2 separate regions of the Mus musculus genome follow, and region 2 is linked to region 1. A link is a contact called in public Micro-C data. All regions are on one chromosome and are shown on one strand. The core of a region is the stretch at or near the end of the contact, and the rest is flanking DNA. Distances in the headings are between cores, read along the strand shown. Region 1 holds the start of Vcp (valosin containing protein). Region 2 overlaps Unc13b (unc-13 homolog B).

Evidence for each region. A called contact is a pair of places that touch in the nucleus more often than the background predicts.
Region 2: a Micro-C map of the G1E-ER4 cell line shows a contact between it and region 1. The contact joins the enhancer-like site here to the promoter of Vcp in region 1. A contact is called at or near these places in 3 of 484 Hi-C or Micro-C datasets (the G1E-ER4 cell line, Th1 cells and ventricular fibroblasts) and 3 of 9 other capture datasets (adipose tissue, liver and pancreatic islet).

Annotation. Positions count from the first base shown.
Region 1 is chr4:42,999,194-43,001,812 of GRCm38.p6, reverse strand. Vcp (valosin containing protein) reads left to right here and starts at 1,306. Exons shown (of 17, transcript NM_009503.4): 1 at 1,306-1,651. The coding sequence starts at 1,635.
Region 2 is chr4:43,113,884-43,116,502 of GRCm38.p6, reverse strand. It overlaps Unc13b (unc-13 homolog B), which reads right to left. Exons shown (of 40, transcript NM_001384106.1): 7 at 1,343-1,400. Among named protein-coding and RNA genes, the nearest start is that of Gm23709, 21 kb to the left of the region's middle. Within about 2 kb of position 1,337, at least 12 of the 459 cell types and tissues checked have an H3K27ac peak or open chromatin away from gene starts, as enhancers often do. A contact at or near this core is called in the G1E-ER4 cell line, where this site is marked.

The DNA.
Region 1 (2,619 bases), core at 57-2,556:
GGGGAGATGTTTCTCAGAGTAACTCCATCTGTACAAACATCTCTCAGGTCAGTCTGTGTGGGTAGGAGGTGAAGGGTGAATTGAGTCAACCAGAGCCAACCAACCATCTTTTGACTATAATGAAAGTCAATGGATTGTCTTTTGGGACACAAGGACCTTAAGTCACAGCACTTGGTTGATTTTCTTGCTCTTGGGCACGACTGCATTTCTGAGTGTTCTGCAGTTGTCCTTGACTTGCATGAACCTCAGTGCTCTCCCTCCCCAGATAATATTTATACTCTATGGTAAGGAGTGTGTACTCCCAAGGCCTGAGAAACTGCAAAACCTGCATGATTACAAGAGAGTGCAAGGGCAATAGGGTGAAGTAAGAGCTGGGGTGCTGATTCAGAACTGGGGTCCAGAGAAGAAGAGGGGGTGGGGTAGGTGGGGCTAGGTTTTTGTTTTTTGGTTTGTTTGTTTGTTTGTTTGTTTGACTCGAGTTTAGTTATGCAGCATTATCTGGCTTCAAACTTTCAATCTACCTTTAGCCTCTGGAGTACTGGGATCTAGGATGTACACCACCATACCCAGCTAATTTTACCTTTTAAAAAATTTTATCTAATTAGTTTTGAGACGGGGTCTCACTATGTAGCTCTGGCTGGGCTGGCTGGAACTCTTTTTTTTTTTTTTTTTTTTAATAGATCAGGCTGACTCAAAAGTCACAGGTTGCTGCCTGCCTCCGAAGTGCTGACATTAAAAGCATGGACTACCACATTGCTTTTAAAATTTATTGAAATACTGTTTGGGACTAGAATTAAAGATATGGTCTTGTATCCTGGGTTGATCTCCATCTATTAGTCTTCCTGCCTCTCATCTTCCCAACTACTAAAAGTACAGACCTAGTCCATCAACCACGCCCTTGGTTGGAGCCAGTGTTTTAAAGGAGCATGAAGGATTTTAGTATGGTGGAGTAAGAGGATCCCTAGGATTGGCGAGAAATGAACAATGTGGGCTATTATTACAACCCAACTAAACTAATAAGGGTTCAGGCCTTTGTGCGAGGTTCTTCCAGCTGCTTATAAACTAAGGAGCCAATCAATTGAAGCCAAGTAGGAGAGGCCTCCTCCGAGGGATAAAGAGGATATGGCCTATTGCCTTTGTCGATTGGTCAAGACTCCCTATCCGTCGAGGAAGCGTAGTGCTGCGGCCAATTGACGTGGCGTTACTAGGCGTGTTGCAGCCTTGAGGCGGGGCCAGGCCACAAACGAATTTTCTGATTGGTTACGGTCTGCGGGTTGCTGGGGAGAGGCACGGAGAGGCGGGCACGAGTCCCAAGGCCGGCGCTGATTGGTTGGGGTTAGAGCAGCTTTCCTTCCGATGATTCGGCTTTTCTCGGTTCAGTCTCCGTGAAGCGTTTGCAGCCGTCGTTTGATTAGTCGCTGCCCCCCTCGCGGATTAGGAGCTAGCGTCTCCCGCCCGCCCGCCTGCCGCCCCGGTGCCCCTGGGAGGAAGCGAGAGGGAGGCTGCCAGAGGGTTTGTCACTGCTGTTGCTCCTCCGCCTCAGCGAGTCCAGCCCCGGCCTAGTCGGTCGCCTGCCTTTCTCATAGCCGTTACCCTCAGGCCGCCACAGCCGCCGACCGGGAGAGGCGCGCGCCATGGCCTCTGGAGCCGAGTAAGTGTCTGCGCGCGCCCGCCCTCCCGCTGGCTGCGGGGGCGCGCACCGTGGGACCCGCCGTGCTGGCTAGGCCCGGTCGGGCCGCGTCGGAGAGTCTAGGCCGGGAGGGAGAGAGAGGGAAGGAGAGGCCAGGGACGAGGGAGGGCCTCAGGCCGGGCTGTGCACCCGCGCGCCCCCTAGGTCGGGTCCGCGCTGGGCCTGGGTCGGAGCCTGGACAAGATGGTGCTGTGTCATGCAGGCCCCGACCGCCTGAGTAGCTCCCTCGGCGCGGCGGCCCCGGCCTAGTTAGACTTTGGGGTCCACACTCCCTGCGTGGAGACCTTTGGCGCTGGCACGCCGGTCGGCCATGTCGCCGACCACACGCAGAAGACCCTGAGCCTGAGAAGGGAAAACACTGCAAGCCCGAGGCCGCGACTGGGCCCGGTGGGCGTGGACTTGGGGCCACGTGAAGGCCTCAGGAGCCCTGAGACTCTAGGGAAGGCCGGGCCAGGGAGATCTGAGGAATCCAGCCCGGTCTCGGTGGATCTGGGACGGTGTCACTGCGGGAAGTTGGCATCTTCTGAACTACGTGTAGTGAGGGGCTGTTAGGGAGAGGGCAAGTCATGCCCTTCTCAAATGGCAGTTTTTCACTGTGGGAGACCTGTTGTAAACACCCGGAAGTTTTAACTAGGGGCTTTTTTTTTCGTTAGTGTTTTGCTTTGTGTATATATTTTTGTTTTTGCTATGATCGGAGGTGGCTAGAAAGGAGTTGGTTTTCTTTTATTTTTAGGCGCTGAAGTTAGAATCCGAGTTGTTTTTATTCTTTGTATCTTAGCTTTGAGAGCTTGTAGGTTAGAGTTGGCTTAACTCTTCAAAATAAACAGATCTCTATCCCCAAGCATCTATGTTGAGTCTCTGGACTCTTATAGCCCCACCTTCATCTTTCAGAGAGCATAAAATAAAACCTAGCCATCTCAGCCCATTTA
Region 2 (2,619 bases), core at 88-2,587, 110 kb before region 1:
AAAGAACATCACAGCACGAACAACTCATGAATGGAGGTCTCTCTCTGACTGTAAGCAGGAAGTGGTGACTCAAGATATGACCCATGGACCACTGCTTACACTCTAAGAGGTTCACAGCAGATTATTCAGTTTCTTCATGCATCGGTTTCCTCTTCTAAGATATAGGAACAGTAGAATCTATGTCTTAGGGTTACTGTGAAAAGTAGGTAAGTTTAATGGAACAAATAATATAGGTTCTTGGAAGAGCATCTGCATATTTTATCTACATATGCTAATTATGCATTTTTATTGCTATTGTTTGACTATTGGTTGGTTGACACTGACATCTGTGTCCCTATGTTTCGTACTATTACTAGTTCTATTATAACAACTGCTACAACAGCCAGGTTTAATCTACAAGTGCTGCAATTGGCATTTGATTCAGGAAAATGAGAACAAAGCAAATTACAAGACACATACACACAACCAGAAGGTGAAAAACTAACTCCAAGGTGGCCCTTTAGTATCTCTCTGGAAGTTTTGTAAGAACCTGAAAGAAAGTTACCAACAGACTAACAATTCATGATTTATTCCCAGAAAGAATCTGTGACCTGAACCAATTAATCTCAGAAGAAAAGATATGTTCTCTTCCTTAATCATTTATATAATATTATTAAGTTTACTATGCACTAAAAATTAAGCTAGACATCAGAAATACAAAATGAATTATTGTCTTTTAAAACTTTGTGGAGTTTCTAATGACCTTTTGTTTGTTTCTCCTTCCTTCCCTCCCTTCATATATATATATATATATATATATATATATATATATATATATATCGTTTCCAGTACTGAGGCTCAATCCAGGGTCTTGTGCCCACTAGGCAATCCTCTAACACTGAGATCCAGTCTAAGCTCCCCAAACTGTCTGTCTCAGAAGAGCAGACCCAGTCCCTAATGTCTGATAGGTTGTATACTTAGTGCACACACATGGTACATGGAAACATAAAGGAAAAATATGTGAAGTACACTGTGAAACAGAAAAGAGCAGACAGCTTTCACACAGTTAGTGATGTTCAAAGTGAGCCCTAAAAAATACTAGCTGGTAAATAAGGGCAGAAGGGGTAAAAATCATATCCCCAGGAGTGAGAGTTAGCCACTGCATGGCAAATACACAGCACATGAAAACAAAGGAGCCCTTCTGGAACTCCAGGGTAAACACCCATCAAGGCCTGTGCCTAGACAGAGAACCTCTGGAACACCTTCCATTTACACAACCCCACAACTTAAAACAAGCCTCATTTGTGGAAACAGAACAGATAGCTGCAATTAAGACCAGTTCAGAGACAAATTTCTCACTTACAACACTGGGCGGCAGCAGTGGGTAATGGCTTCCTCTGGCTTTCTTCTTGACTAGAATACTAGAAGCAGAAAGAAAAAGCAAAAAATACATAGTAAGAGTTCCAAGTACAGAAGGAGGGGGGAAATCGCAGCTACCTACTAAAATATTCAGTGTGTAACTTGGGTCAATTTTTTTTTTTACTGAACAGAAATAGAACTCATTCCTATCCTCCCTGTGGCATCTTGACTTAGGGCAGATCTTCAGTTATGGTGTGGCTTAGCACAGAAAAGCAGAGGGACCGTCTGACCAAGCAGGCCTAATAGAGCAAAAGGCCTGGCCTTAGTGTATTTCAAAGGGTTCTGTGTATGCCCATGGCAACATCTAGATTTCACAAACCAAATGATAAAACTGAAGACCTCTATCAGGTGTCTGCTTATCTTTGAGTAACAGTACTCCCTTGCAAATGATTATGGATAGATATAGAAACTGCATATCTAAGTACATGGCTGGACTTTCAGATATATCTGGTAGTTCCCTCCTGACTCTATAGTCTCTCCAGGACCCACCACCACCACCACCACAACAACAACAACAACAAATGTACAGGGCACTGAAGCCATAAGAAGATAATCTATAAAAGGGAACAGAATTAAGGGGAAGTTTTGAGCGTGGGCAGAAATCAAAAAAGTATAAACTAACATATGTAAGTAGCTTAGAAAAAATAGTTTGGCTCAAATCAGTGAAGAACTGGAAAGATATAACCCGAACCAACAAATGTAAGATCTGGGCTAGACAGGACCATGCTTAGAATGAGCTCAGCTACGTGAAGAGTCAGAGACCACCACGGACTACATGAAAGTATCTAGACTTTACATGCTAATTTTGCCACTCATTAATAAGCTATGGGGTTCTGAGAGAGCCAGAGCTAACCTGCCAATGAGCATTCATCCAGTAACTATTGACTTAGCACCCACTATGTACAAAGGCTTGTGGGGAAAATAGAGCTTAAGTCATAGTATGGAGTCGGAAGTTTGTACTAGTGTATTGGAAGGCCATGTAGCTTTAACCATGAAGAAATATGATTTGATTACTTTGGTGGTTGCATGAGTTATCTCCCAAAGTCTCAGACATTTAAGTACTTGGTGCTCAGTTGGTAGAACTGTTTGAGTAGGTATGGGAGGTGTGGCCTTGTTGAAAGAACTATGTCATAGGGGGTAGGCTTTGATGCTTCAAAAGCCATTTAATTATTCCCAGGTAATACCCTCTCTCTGTCTCTCTGTCTGTCTCTTCCTCTCCCC